Linked DNA regions of Mus musculus: all the other regions are linked to region 1. A link is a contact called in public HiChIP or PLAC-seq data. All regions are on one chromosome and are shown on one strand. The core of a region is the stretch at or near the end of the contact, and the rest is flanking DNA. Distances in the headings are between cores, read along the strand shown. Region 1 holds the start of Selenok (selenoprotein K). Region 2 holds the start of Prkcd (protein kinase C, delta). Region 3 overlaps Dcp1a (decapping mRNA 1A). Region 4 overlaps Cacna2d3 (calcium channel, voltage-dependent, alpha2/delta subunit 3).

What was found. HiChIP or PLAC-seq counts read pairs in DNA pulled down with a chosen protein or histone mark.
Region 2: a contact with region 1 is called in an H3K27ac HiChIP or PLAC-seq map of trophoblast stem cells, with 13 read pairs. The contact joins the promoter of Prkcd here to the promoter of Selenok in region 1. A contact is called at or near these places in 1 of 39 promoter capture datasets (pre-B cells), 2 of 484 Hi-C or Micro-C datasets (CD4 T cells and the MNK3 cell line), 5 of 115 datasets of contacts at active chromatin or transcription factors (embryonic stem cells, memory CD8 T cells, pancreatic cancer cells and 2 more) and 2 of 9 other capture datasets (adipose tissue and liver).
Region 3: a contact with region 1 is called in an H3K4me3 HiChIP or PLAC-seq map of forebrain, with 7 times the contacts expected there. The contact joins the enhancer-like site here to the promoter of Selenok in region 1. A contact is called at or near these places in 13 of 39 promoter capture datasets (the 3T3-L1 cell line, the C10 cell line, the HPC-7 cell line and 8 more), 11 of 115 datasets of contacts at active chromatin or transcription factors (astrocytes, differentiating embryonic stem cells, double positive thymocytes and 8 more) and 1 of 9 other capture datasets (macrophages).
Region 4: an H3K4me3 HiChIP or PLAC-seq map of embryonic forebrain shows a contact between it and region 1, with 4 times the contacts expected there. The contact joins the enhancer-like site here to the promoter of Selenok in region 1. A contact is called at or near these places in 5 of 39 promoter capture datasets (the 3T3-L1 cell line, frontonasal cranial neural crest, hippocampal neurons and 2 more), 1 of 484 Hi-C or Micro-C datasets (embryonic fibroblasts), 3 of 115 datasets of contacts at active chromatin or transcription factors (embryonic forebrain, embryonic stem cells and epiblast stem cells) and 1 of 9 other capture datasets (embryonic stem cells).

The regions. Positions count from the first base shown.
Region 1 is chr14:29,966,839-29,970,388 of GRCm38.p6, forward strand. It overlaps Selenok (selenoprotein K), which reads left to right and starts at 1,542. Exons shown (of 5, transcript NM_019979.2): 1 at 1,542-1,698; 2 at 3,188-3,278. The coding sequence starts at 1,680.
Region 2 is chr14:30,624,524-30,628,073 of GRCm38.p6, forward strand. It overlaps Prkcd (protein kinase C, delta), which reads right to left and starts at 1,685. Exons shown (of 18, transcript NM_011103.3): 1 at 1,457-1,685.
Region 3 is chr14:30,514,840-30,518,389 of GRCm38.p6, forward strand. The region is part of intron 6 of Dcp1a (decapping mRNA 1A); the gene reads left to right. Among named protein-coding and RNA genes, the nearest start is that of Gm35566, 32 kb to the left of the region's middle. Within about 2 kb of position 1,647, at least 6 of the 459 cell types and tissues checked have an H3K27ac peak or open chromatin away from gene starts, as enhancers often do.
Region 4 is chr14:29,441,144-29,444,693 of GRCm38.p6, forward strand. All of the region lies in intron 4 of Cacna2d3 (calcium channel, voltage-dependent, alpha2/delta subunit 3), which reads right to left. Among named protein-coding and RNA genes, the nearest start is that of Cacna2d3, 280 kb to the right of the region's middle. Within about 2 kb of position 1,553, at least 23 of the 459 cell types and tissues checked have an H3K27ac peak or open chromatin away from gene starts, as enhancers often do. A contact at or near this core is called in embryonic forebrain, where this site is marked.

The DNA.
Region 1 (3,550 bases), core at 292-2,791:
AGGACCTAGTTTGTAAGAGCAATGGGAGATCACTACATTTTAGTGTCTAAAGGGTTTTAAGCAAAACAAAGTTTTGTTTTGTTTTTTTTAAATAAATCATTCTTGTTGCAGTCTGACAAAAGTATAACCAGGGATTTCAGTTAGAAGGAAAAGAGAGCACAGAGAGTGAGAGGCAACGTCATGGTTTAAGCCCAGGTCTAGAAAGGCCCTTGAGAAAAATCACGGACCCAGGTTGGGAAGAGAGCTCGGTGGGTAAAGTGACTGCTACACAGACATGAGGGCCTGGATTTTAGAATCCCCAGCAGTCATGTAAAAGCCAACAGTGGTTGCACACAACTCAGACCTATCCTGGAGGATGAGACAGGCAGATGGCCAGAGCTCCCTAGCCAGTCCAATAAGGTGGAAAACACCCAACTCTCCCTTTCTGTACTGACTGCACACCTCATTCCTCCCTTCCCCTCTCCTCACCCCCACTCCCCGCACCACAAAGGAAACACAACAGGGGCAGCAAGGAATTTTCTTCAAACTTACTGGATGCCCAAGACCTGCCTTCTAACGCATATGTCACGTCTACAATGCTGACAAGCAGAGGAAATTGTCATTCTGAAGTTCATTTGATTTTCCCTAGTTGTGTCTCTACAGCTATTAAAAATGCCACTTCTTAGCTGGGTGTTGGTTACACCTTTAGTCCCAGCACTTGGGAGGCAAGAGACAGGTGGATCTCTGAGTTCAAGAACAGCCTGCTCTACAGAGCTAGTTACAGGGCAGCCAGGGCTACACAGAAAAACAGTCTCGAAAAATAACAAATTCCACTTCTTGAACTTATACAGATCCACCTGCCTATGCCACATGAGTACTGGTATAGGCCTGGTCTACAAAGTGAGTTCAAGGGCAGCCTGGGATACACAGATCCCAAATCAAAAACAAACAAAAACAAGACAAAAGACAAAAACAAAAACCAGCTGGGTGTGGTGAGGCTTGTCTTTCATCCCTGCGCTACGGAGGCAGAGGCAGGCAGATCTTTGCGTTTAGGGCCAGCCTCGTCTACAATGTGAGCTCAGAGCCAGGAATACAGTGTGAGTCCTGTTTCAAAAAAGCAAAACAAATAAACTGAGAGCAGAAATAACCGGCTTAAAGGGAATACGGTCCAGAGGGACTTAAAAGTGAGTTCAGCAAAACCTGATGGTTAAAGCTCTTCATGTCCCAGACACCGCCTCAGAGCCTCTCCCTGCCACTCCAAAAGACAGCAACACATCTGGAAAGCTGAGGAACGTTCCGCCCTCCAAGCCCTTCGAGCCACCTCGGACCCGAACCCTGCGCGTGTCTGCCAACTAGCAAGCAACTTCCGGTCGGCAGTGCTGTGGCCTCAAAGACTCTCGGTCAAACCGGAACCAAGTGAGGGGGGTGGGGAAAAGGACCCTCAAACAATGTTTCTCCTAGACGTCATATCCGGTCTCCTGACTCAGGCAGTATCCACGCCAGCGGAAGTTACTTGTGTGACTGGGCGGAACCTCTAGTCAGGAGTGGTCTCCCAGCAGCCAATGGGCTCGACCCACCTCTAGCCTGACTTGGGTCTGTCAGTGGCCTGTGACGTACAGGGCGGGGCGGGAGGCTAGGTACGGCGACAACAGGGGCGTCCGGTCTTCTCTGTCGCTAGGAAGCAGGCAACCGGAGGGAAGATGGTTTACATCTCGAATGGTGAGTGAGAGCCTTACCCTGGGCCGCTTCTGTCCTGACTCGCCGGGTCCTGAGCTTGGGGCGGCCTCCCCCACACCAGTGGCCGGAAGGAGTGGGAAGCGGAGGCGGTGGGAGCCGAGGCGCAGCCCAGAAGGTCCCCGGGTGCCGCTGGGGGACCCTGAAGCCTCCTGGTACAGCCAATTTTCCGATTGTGGGTTTGCGATAGTGATCCCGGGCGCGGGTGTCCTTAACCCGGGAATGACAGAGACGCTAACCCGGTCCGGATACAACGCGCTTTTGTTTGGGCCGCTAGAGCCGCGTTCTTTGCCTAGCATCTCTTTCATCCTTGTAACTGTTCTATTCAGATGGTGTATTTCTATCCCTGTTTTTCGGATGCAGACTGAGACATAGATTGACTAGCTCGCTAAAGATCACAAAGGCAATATGAAATTTAGGTTAAATTGAACTCAGGTTGGCTCCAGTATTACCTACCATACTGCCTCTATAATGCGTACAATAATGATGGCGATGGTGGTGATGCAGGACTAGCAAGAATATGAAAAAAATAAATAAAATCTGGAGACAGGGTCTCACTTTGTAGTTTTATCTGCCCTGTAACTCACTGTGTACGCTAAGGTGGCCACTAACTCCCAAAGATCCTCCTGCCTCTGACTCCGGAGTAGTGGGATTAAATTAAAGGCAAGCACCACCACGCCAGGCAATACAAAAGTTGTGACAGATTTTTCTCCCCTAAAAGTGTAGCTAGTCCTAAGCCCAAGACTTTACCCAGTTTGAAAGAACTTGGGAAGCAAGTCTCCAATTACTGGAAAAGAAAAAAATACAGCCTGAGAAGGTCGTATCAGTGCCAGAACCATCTGCCCACCTGTGTGACTTAGGTGAGACTCCTTGGCGCATTTCTACAAGACTCTCTTGGGGCCCTGGAAATAGGTGTGGTTGTATCAGATTCATCTCTGTATCTCTAGAGAGTAGGGCGATTAGCAGAAGTCTTAGGGCTGAGAGCACTTTGAATTTCTCGGCTTTTTTCAGGATTTCACCTCCTGATTACAAAGCTTTGGGATAGGTGGTGTGATGGGCACTACAGGAAGCATCATCATTCCATCTTCAGTTTCGAGCGCTCGCAGATTCTGTTATTTGCAATTTAGGTCACTAGCTCATACAGCTATGCACTCAAAAGTGATCAGTGTTCTTCTGCTGCATCCATCTCGCCACTAAAATGTCATGTGCATTTTACCAGTGAGAAGGAGATGGCAAAGAGATGCCTAGAATGAGTTCGCCTCCGAGAATTACATACTGAAAGTAGACATCTATCGAAGGAGTGAACGCTAGATCCCAGAGTTTGACTGCACTCACAGTGGACCTCTGATGTTGACTGGCTTGAAGAAGCCAACAAGTCAAAAGCTGAGCTCATTGGTGTTGCTCCGCTGATTAAAGGCAGCGCCGAGTTGTGGACTTGTGGCACTTACCTCAGTTTCTTTCTTTAATTCTGTAGGTCAGGTGTTGGACAGCAGGAATCAGTCCCCATGGAGAGTGTCTTTCCTAACAGACTTCTTCTGGGGAATAGCAGAATTCGTGGTTTTCTTGTAAGTATAAAAGCATTTCTTTAATTGAGACCAAGTGTTGCTATTTAGTCTCATAGCTGGTTTAGTGTTATAGAGAGTCTAAGCTGTTCTGGAAGTCATTGTAGTCACCCCGCCTTAGCCTCCTAAGTGTTGAAATTACAAGAATGTGCCACCACTCCTGGTTCTGAACTTTTAATGAAGGGTTAGTTGATAATGGGGAAAAAAAAATGTCGACTTCTCAGGCATTTTAAGCAGTTCTGTATTAGATGAGGTCTCAGGCATTTTAAGTAGTT
Region 2 (3,550 bases), core at 435-2,934, 660 kb after region 1:
CCCTGATCAGCTTGGTCATAGAGGATCAGTAGCAGAGGAAGAAGAACCGAATATGATTAGAGGCACGCTTACACACAAGCCTAGGGGGTCGGCACACCGATAGCGTGGGCTCCCACAATTAAAGGAATGAATGTACTCTGGCCAGAGGGTTGTTGTGATATAATGCACAGACCTTTGGAACACACAGGGACACAGAGACATGAGCAAGCCAAGGCACAAAATATACAGGGGAAGCCTCTACATACAAGGCATGATTACCAAGTTGCACGGGGCACACACCAAGCCTCAGAACACACAGACAGCCATGAAGTATATGCAAGTCACACGTGAAAAAGGACACATTCACAGGGGAAGTCCCACTATGACAAATAATACACAAAGAGACAAGATACACACTATACTCACAAGTCCAGACACAGATACTACAGCAACAGAAGCCAGACTCCTCCGAGGGCCCAGGGTAGCGGCCAAAGGAAAAAGGGATCTCCCCCACTCAGTCTAAGTCCTCCAGGTTTGAGTGGGGTGCTGAGTGAGGCTCCCTTCTCTCCCCTCCCCTGTATAAGAGAGTTGGGGAAGTGGGAGCAGTTGTGATGGTGCTCCCTCTCCACTGCCAGCCGGCAGGGCAGAGCACTCCCGTCACTGCTGTCCTCATCACCTTACTGGGCCCCCAGAGGGGGTGGCGTCTCTCCAGTGGGACAGAGACTGACAGCACCAGGCAGAGACCACCCGGAGAAGGGACACGGGGGATCAGAGAGGACAGGGGAATGGTGGAGGCTGGAGCCACGCCCAGCTCAGAGACAGATGGAAAGCCAAGAAAGACACCGAGACTGAAAGAAGAGATAGGGCAAGGAGGCGGCGCCGTGAGAGTCCGCCCGCCTGGGACCCAAGCACTGGAGGCTAGGGAGACAGGCGGCCCGCCCTCCGCCCGGTGGTGAAAAGGACCGGAGACTGGACTGGCAGGGGCAGGCGAGCGTGGGCTGGGGGTGCGGCTCTGGGAGGACTGGGTCGAGGGGACGGCGGATCTGGTGGGGGTGGGGAGACGGAGTACACGGACGGCGAGGGGCAAACAGACCTGGCCTGGGAGCAGAGGACCAGGCAAGAGGGGGTGGGGACCGACGAATGTGCAGAGTCCCCTGAGAGATTTGAGAAGATCGGACGGTCCCTCGGCGGGGATAAAGACACACAGGGGTGGAGTAGGGGGTTAAAGATGCTGGGAGTAGTCGGGCCTGGGCTCCAGCCGTCGAAGAGAGGGTCAGACCGACCAGGGTATGGAGGCACCGGCGGGTCTCCGTGCTCGGCGGGACTTTGGCTGCTCCTGGCTCAGTTTCTCAGTTTCAGAACCAGGAGCCAGAGAAGAAAGCGGGGAATGGAGACTACGGGCGAGGAAAAGGGGGAGAAAGGCCGCTGCGCCCTCGAGTTAACTCGGACCCCGCGCCCGGGCCCAGCTCTCACTCACCTCCCGACGCAGGGCCAGGCGCCAGGGGTCCCGGCGAGCCGGGGTCCGTCTCGTGGCGCGGCTCTCCCGGATGCGCGTGGACGGGGAGGTAGGCACAAGTCTGATCCGGACGGGTCCGGAGGCCAGTGGGGACCTCCCGGGTCCCGGCTCGAAGGGTAGATGTCCACGGGCCGCTCGCGGGATCCCCGCGGCCGCCGCCTCCTGCTCTGGCGCCGCGGCACACGGAAGTGCAAAGGGGAGGGGCTGCGCGACCTCACCCAGGTGCCGGCCCCGGTCCCGCCCCCACTCAGGACCCGCCCCACGGGCGCCCGCCCCTTCGAAGCTCCGCCCACGTGAGCTGGGGGTCCAGCGCGTCTCAGCCTCTTTGAGTTGCAAGTCCTTGGGTCCCCAGATCTGTTAGCCGTCTCTGGCTCTTGTGGCGCCTCGCCTGCCAGTGGCACGCAGGCCATCCCATCTCAGGGGACTAATTTATAGAGGAGGACTCCGAGGCCAAGTTGGGGGGTGGGGTTGAGCACTGCACACACAATGGAGCCCAGGAGGCACCGACGGGGCTTCCCCAACTACTTGCGCCCACACCCGGGACTCCCCACTGGCCAGCTGGCCCGCCTTGCCTGGCCTCATTCCTCTTCCTGCTGGCTTGAGCAGAGCCACGCCGCCAGGCCTGCCGGTTCCAGTCCTGCCCGAGAGAAGGAGCTGGGAGGTCTCCAGGGCGAGAGGTTCTAGCCAGTTTGTCTCAGCACTGCTCCTCAGACAATTGTGGGAATTGCCTCTGCCCCCATCTCACTGTCTTTCCTGAGCCCACGGTTCAGAGCTCCCCTTGCTCAGTCAAGCTCATAAGAGGGATTTGATTGTCAGCTGTAACTCATTCACTCATTAAGGGTCCCCTGGGCCCAAAGTCTGAGCACCAAATGGGAGCCAGGGACTCCATTTTTCTGTCCCCAAAGCCCAGAACACTAAGCTGTTACATTATACTTACCCAAAGAAATGACTTCCTGGGCTGGGCAGATGATCGTTTTTTCTAGCACGCAGAGAGCGCTGTGTTTGACCCCCACCACAGAGTAAACCACAGATGGAGGCTCAGAATAATACTCCAGTGCTCAGGGGGAGAAAGCAGGAGAATAGAGTGTGGACGCCAGCCTGTTCATGAGAGACCTTGTCTCAACAAAACCAAACAAACGAGAACTCTTCCTGGGAGGATACAAGAGGGTTCTAATAGCCCAAGATACCTAAGTTCCTTCTGGAAAACTACCTAGAAGGAATAGAAGTCTAGACAGCTCTTTGCCGACTGAGATCAAGAGAAGTGCTGCTGCAGGGGCTGGTGAGATGGCTCAGTGGGTAAGAGCACCCGACTGCTCTTCCGAAGGTCAGGAGTTCAAATCCCAGCAACCACATGGTGGCTCACAACCATCCTTAACGAGATCTGACTCCCTCTTCTGGAGTGTCTGAGGACAGCTACAGTGTACTTACATATAATAAATAAAAAAATAAAAAAAATAAAAAGAGAAGTGCTGCCCCACCCGTGGAGGCTTGAAACTTCCAGGGATGGGGGACCCTGGCAGAGATGTGGGGCTCCAAACCTTATTTTAAATGTACATTGGGGATTGAGCTAGAGAGAGGAAACCACAATGACTCGTCCCTTCTGTAGAAAGAGGAAGGCTGCTGCTTCCCTCTACCCTGAAAGAAAGAGGACCCAGTTTGAAAATTAGTATTTAAGTCCCCAGTCCTGATAACTGTCCCCACCCCATGACAGTGGATTCTTCCCACAAAGTTGACTGGGCAAATTGGATTCCTTCTGGAACCTTCTGCCTCACATCAGGCTTGTAAGCATGCTGTTTCCTGGGTCATTTCCTATTAACATTCCTCTACCTGTCTCTGCTGTGTCTCTTCCCATCTGTGACTCCCTGATGCTCTTCCCATCTATGCCCTTTCCATCAGCTAAGGGACCCTATTCTTTTTGTTGTTGTTGTTTTGTTTTGTTTTTTTGAGACAGGGTTTCTCTGTGTAGCCCTGGCTGTCCTGGAACCCACTCTGTAGATCAGGCTGGCCTCAAACTCAGAAATCTGCCTGCCTCTGCCTCCCGAATGCTGGGATTAA
Region 3 (3,550 bases), core at 397-2,896, 550 kb after region 1:
ATGTCATGTCAGAGGTCAAAGTTAAAACAGAAGCAGACAGAAAAATATTTTGTAATTTTACCGTCGGGCCACATCTGTATGAAACACAAGTGAATTTCTGGTTTAGATCTGGGATCCACTCTAAGATATCTCAGAGAGAGAGAGAAAGAGAGAGTGTGTGCGCGTGCGTGCGTGCGTGCATGTGCGTGTTTTCTAAAATGTATGTTTTAAATATATTCTATAATATATTTCTAAAACCCTAGGAAACCCTCACATTTTAAATGCTTCTAGTCTCATGTATTTCAGGTCTGGGATACTCAGTATGAACTGCTCTATCAACTAATACAACTTAGCAGGAAGGACAAACCTGGGCTGGGATGCTGCTTGTCCGGCATGCATGGGTTCCAACCTTCTAAAGGAGAGTGGGAAGGAAACAAACTGGATATATACAGCAACTTTAACAAGTCTCTGGCACTTATGCTAAATGAGAAAGACTCAAAAGACTACATATTGTGATTCTATTTGCTTAGCATTCACATTCTTGATTTGAGCTGGGCGTGGTGGTACACAACTTTAAGAACTCAGAGGCAGATCTCTTCGAGCTGGGGTCACCTGGTCTATACATCGAGTTCCAGGACAGCCAGCGCTTGAGAGACCTTGTCACAAAAAGCCAAAATTCAGCTGGGCGTGTTGACACACGCCTTTAATCCCAGCACTTGGGAGGCAGAGGCAGGTGGATTTCTGAGTTTGAGGCCAGCTTGGTCTATAGAGTGAGTTCCAGGACAGCCAGGGCTACACAGAGAAACCCTGACTTGGGGAAAAAAAAATAATAATAAAGTAACAAAATACAACAAAAAGGAAAAAGGGAGAAATGAAAAAGATGGTGGTAGGAGAAGAGGGCATGCGTCTTTATTAGCATGGAATATACATGTTAACAAGGTTGTTATATTACAATCGTGTATATACATATACCAGTAAGTCTCCCTTACCTCTCCACCCTTGTTTTTCATTTGTTATGAGACAGTGTCTCATATAATAACCCAGGCTGGCCTCAAACTCCCTGTATAATCTAGGGTCAACCTTGAACTTCTCATCATCCTCTCCCCACCTCCCAAGAGCTGGGATTACAGACATATACCACCATGCCCAGCTCAACAAATTTGTTTGCTTTAGCAGAGTGTGGGAAGTGTGCACACGTGCATGCAGGTACTCTCACACACGTGTGCATGTGGCAGGCAGGACTCCTCAAGTGCCATTCCTTACACTCTGTCTACCATTTTCTCTTATCTCATTTTTAAGCAGAGTTTGTCGTTAGCCTGCAGCTTGCATGGCTGGCTAGTCTGGCCAGTAAGTCCCCGTTATCAGTCCATCCTTACCAACCCAGTGCTGGAATTACAAGTATGCAAATGAGTAGAAGAACCACTTGTATGAAGACTATGAAGGCTATGTTGCAAGACTGTCTCAAAAACACAAAATAAAATAAAATTGCAACTTTTTTCAGCTAAAGCCAAGGAATTACAAAGCATTGTAATTATTATGATATGTAATGATATATTATGAAAAGGCTGTGTAATTGTCTAAAACTATTGCAAATCCCTAATCCGCCCTTACACAGAGAGTTGCTCTATTTATTTAGTGATGCTGCCATCTAGTGCTGAGTGGCAAGCAGATCATGCTGCCAGGCCTCAGTATTAAAGTCCATTTCCTGGGGCCACAGAGATGGTGCAACAGTACTGTGCTTGTGGAGAGAGCATATGGCGGGCTTTGGATCCCTAGCAGCACATAAGAAGCCGGGCTTGCTGGCATTCGGGCTTGCTGGCTTCGTGTTGTAGTCCAGCACTGGGAAGGCAGATCGCTGAGTAGACGCGTTCTGGTTCATTGAGAGACCTTGTCTCTTCACGGTGAAGAGTGAGGAATACATCTGACATTGACGCCTGGCCTCCACATACATGCACACATGTGTACATCCACATGAACTTGTATGTATACCACAAATACAACTCACGCAGAAATAGACTTCACTTTGATAATTCACCATTAAGTTCTCTTGGTTCTCTTTCCCCAGTGTGTTTCCTTCTGTTTTTATTGAATTGAATTGTTCCTACTCTCTAAAATAGAAGTATGGCTTCTTACCCGGAATTTCTTTTTTTTTTTCTTTTTCCACGTTTCTTTTTTATTATTATTGTTGTTGTTGTTATTATTATTAGGTATTTTCTTCATTTACATTTCAAATGCTATCCCAAAAGTCCCCCATACCCTCCCCCCTTACCCGGAATTTCTGCAAAATAACCGTAGCACCTTTAGTTTTCAAAATAAATCTATGTAAACAAATGTTGACATGTATGTGGAACGGTACGTTGCTTACGACTCACATCAATTGCACTGATGAATGTACTGCGCTCTAGTACTTTGCTTTGGTTTTCTTTGTCTACATTGGGCTGGGTTGGATTGGTTCTCGAGGATGGTCTCATCTAATAGAGTACGGAGCTCAGTATGGAGCTGAAGGTGACTCTGAACCTCTGAGCCTCTGTCTCCGTCTCCTGAGTCTACTATTACAGTGTGCTCTACTCACAGCTTAGGGGGGTTGAGATTATTTTGTTTTGTTTTTATTTTCTGGGGGCGGGTGAGGAGGGAGGTAGGATATTGGTCGGTTGGTTGTCTAGTTTGGAAACATGCTTTGTTGCCTTGGATTACCTTATATTCAGACTAGTCCTCCTGCCTCAGCCTCCCCATCCTGGGATTATAGGGATGAACTACCACATGCACGTTTTAGTTCATTTTTTGTCACAGAATCTCTAGCCGTCTTGTTTCAGCATAAAGAATAGGTTTGGTTTTTGGCTTTTGGTTTTTTTTTAAACTACTGGGCATTCAGTAATCAGGAAGCTGAACCAGAATTGTTGAAGCTTCAAGGCCAGCCTGGCTTCATAGTAGAGCTGTGAAATAATTGTCACAGTTACATTTGTGATTATATTTTTTTATGTTTACAGTTATGTAAATTTTCCAGTTAGTACTTGAGAATAGTGGGATCTGGAGAATGTAAGACTATGAGGGAATGAGCCTTGTGAATTGATAGGATACTATTGTTGTTACTCCTGTAATTTATAAAGGGATTTGGATGTAGACTCACTGTAGGAGGATCTCTCTGAGTTTAAGGCCAATCCAGTCTACATAGTTCCAGGACAGCCCAAGCAGTGTGGAAAGACCTTGTCTCATAATACCAAACACACACACACACACACACACACACACACACACACACACGCGCGCGCGCGCGCGCTCCAGGTTCAGAATCTCACTCTAAATATAAGGCCATAGCAAAAAGGGATAAAAAATATATTCTTTATGCATGTGCATATGCTAGGTAAGAGTTCTACCACTAAACCACTTCCCCAACTTCTTTTTTTTATTATTATTAAAGTTTTATTTACTTAATTTATATGAGTACACTGTCGCTGTCTTCAGACATACCAAAGAGGGCATCAGATTCCATTACAGATGGCTGTGAGCCACCATGTGGTTGCTGGGAATTGAGCTCAGGACCTCTAGAAGAGCAGCCAGTGCTCTTAACTAA
Region 4 (3,550 bases), core at 303-2,802, 530 kb before region 1:
TGTGTGTGTGTGTGTGCAAGCATATTAAGGAAGTGCACTAGCCAGTCCTCTCCTCCCACCATGTGGGACCTAACTCCGGCTTTGCAGCAAGTGCCGGAGCCACTAGACCTTCTTTTGTCAACCCCATAGCTGCAGAGAACTTGGAATGACCACTCCTGACCGAGGCCAATACTTACAACCCTTCCATTCAAAGGGAGATAAAGTATTGGTAATTTTCCTGAACATTTCAGTGTGCAGTCCCACACACTGAGAGAGAGACAGACACACACAGAGAGACAGAGAAACAGAGATAGAGACAGAGACAGAGAAACAGAGATAGAGACAGACAGAGACAGAGACAGAGACAGAGACAGAGACAGAGACAGAGACAGAGACAGAGACAGACAGAGGAGAAGCCCGTTGTATCAGGGTAAATCTACAGAGAAGAATCAGTGTCAACAGAGATACCCAGTGAATGGTCACAAACTTGCATATTTAAGTTCACGGCAAAATTTGCTTGGGGCTTGAAAATCTTTTCATATTTCCTGACAAATGACACAGGAAGTTGTTGTACAGCTGTAAGACATTTTGTATTAAATACGGTTAATTCATACTGTAGAGAAAGGAGGAGGAGCTTTGTATTTTCCTACTTCCATGTGACCCCACCCCCCCCTCAAGTCTCAACCCTCAGAACTGTCAAGTAGACACTTAGGGGACATCCATTGCCTGATTTTCTAAACAGAATGACAGGACATTCATAATCAGGAGTCTTGGGCCTTATCTTTCCAACAACTGCAGAATCTAACCTTCCCCTGCTTACACTATCTTTATTTCATGGCTGCTGCCTTTTCTGCAATATAATGGAATCCACCAATGACTACTTGACAATTATCTCAAAGGAGTGCTACAGAAATATCCAGGTGCACTGTGTAAGATAACTATTTCCCATCTAAGGGGGTTCATACTGCAAGGTGCCAAGATAATGGGGACTGGGACTCTGCAAACTGCCATTTGATACCCAGTTGGTGACAGGACACTGATATGGTTAGAAGCCCCAGGACACCCCAAGTCTCCTTTCTGTTAAATAAATCTCAGAGCAGCAGAGAAGCCTGGAACATCTCTCACAGATGCACTCCCTTGTTGGAATCTCCCCCATAAAGGCAAGCTCTAGAGCATATACCAGGTCTAGCACAGAGACCCTGCCTCCAGAAGGTCCCTGCTCTCCCAGCCAATCAGGTGATGTGATTTCTGAGAACCAAGAGTCATAAGAAAAATAAAGGAAACCGCTTGCCGCTGTAATATTTACAAGAGAACTTTCCATGGGTCTCAAGCTTGGCTGGAAATTAGTTTTAGGACTTTTTTTTTTTTAACTTGATTAAAGCTAACCTTACTCCCTTTTAACATTCCTTTTAAAATCTGAGGGACCCATCCCATATTAGCCATGCTCTAGGGGAAAAAATGTAGCTCATTAGGGGTGGAAATCTGTAACAGCTGCCAGTCTTTGTGCTTTTGTTGTCCTTGTCTGGCCCAGAATTTATTCTGTATATGAAAGAAGACCTGCCCCACAAACCCACATGGAACCGCCCCTCCTACCAGGAGAGCTTTCCGCTAGTCTGCTTCTAAGTGAGGATGGCTGGGACCTTAACAGGCATCTGATCCCCACTGTTGGGGGCAAATCCTCAAAACTCAAATGCTAAGGATAGATATTTCCTTTCCCAAAGTAAACGGGGCATAAATCTGCGAGAGGAAAATCAACTGTACCAGATGAAGGAAATCTAAAGGAACTGCAGAAGTTTTGTGAAGACATGCTGACCAAATGCGTCAAGGAAACAAAGCCCAAGGAGGTTCACCCTGAAAAAAAAAATCAAGGAATGGAGCAACAAAGAGATGGATGGTTTAAATAAGACGGACTTTTTTTATCTTCCTCCTTCTAATTATTTATGTTTACAAATTCACAGAGGTAGAAAGATCTTGGAAGGGAGAAATAATGTCCATTTGAATAACACAAGAGAATGTCAAACGTGAGGAGGTAAAGGGAAGAAGTATGTGGAAGTAGCCTAACCTTTTTAAGCACATAAAAAGAAAAAGGAAAAAGAAAAAGGGGGTGGAAAAAAAAAAAAAAAAAAAAAAAAAAAGTCTCGACTGCATTGGTGTGAATCATCAGCGCCATCTAGTGGATCTCGGGAGTATGGTGCCAGGCCGCAGCTTAAATTCAAATTAGATCTCAGACCTCAGTGTCTCACCCTATCTTAACATTTTATTGCTTGCAGAAGAAAACTAGGTGACCTCCATTTAGTTTAATTTAATAAGTCTGCTCGAGTTTAGTCTGAAGATACGGATATGAAAGAATCCGTTAAGTTGCTTAGTCAACCTGGCAAAGATCACCCTCACCAGGGACCTGGGAATGCAGAAGTGTTGTCTGCGCTGAGACCTGGGTTGTATAAAGCTGCATTGTTGCTTGGATTGATTTAATTCCAGTGTAAGAAGAAAGGGCTGCACGGTAAACAAACACTGAGGTAGTAATTACGTGACCATGGCCAATGCCACTCCAGTCCTGTCAGGCTCATTATACCTCCGACATTTTTCAAAACGACTTGACATTTTTTCTGCATGACATGTTTTGGGCTGGATACAGTAAAAACAGCTGGTTGCCTCCTGCTGCCTGGACCATCCAGCACTGGGGAAGTGAAGAACTCTTAGCCTGGCTACAGGGGCTCTGTGGACCTGCAGGAGATGCTGTGGGGGTCACAGTGCCATACAGGAGGCCAGAGCACACGGGAGGGTGGGAGGGTGGTCAGGGATTTTGTATTCTTCCACTGTTGAGAACTGAAGGCACATATCCACTACACCCGCTCTTTGTGCCTCTGAGACTTATGGAATAACTGATTCCCCCACCCACCCCCACCCCCACCCCCATCCCAGGCCCAGGTAAGTAACCTGGAGTCTTGTCTAGAGGCTGAACTTCCTGGTGGCAAGGGGACACATCCCAAATTCCTGACTCTACATACAAACAGGGTTGCCAGACTCAGCAAATAAAGGTGTAGGATGCATAATAAATATAACTTTTTTAAGACCGATGAAGCGAGTGGTTCAGTAGAGAAGGTGCTCACCACTAAGCCTGAGCTGAGTTGAATCTCAAAGACTCATATGGTGGAAGGAAGAATCAACTCTTTTTTTTTATTATGTATTTTCTTCATTTACATTTCCAATGCTATCCCAAAAGTCCCCCATACCCTCCCCCCACCTCCCCTACCCACCCACTCCCACTTCTTGGCCCTGGCGTTCCCCAACAATCAATTCTTAAAATTGTCCTGAGACCTCCACATGTCAGGGCATAATATGTCCCCATAGACATATACAATATATGCAAAATATGTGAATATTAAAAACTTACTTATAATTTGTATTTCAAATGCAATGATTTTGCTCTCTGTTTTATCTGATAACTGTCCCCTCTGACTAGGAAAACTGGCAGTGACTAAAAGCCAAAAGAAATAGTTTCCCTTTTACTTTTTAAAAGACTAATCCAACTTAATTTGCTGCTGTTGTTTATTAGAATCTCCTTATATTT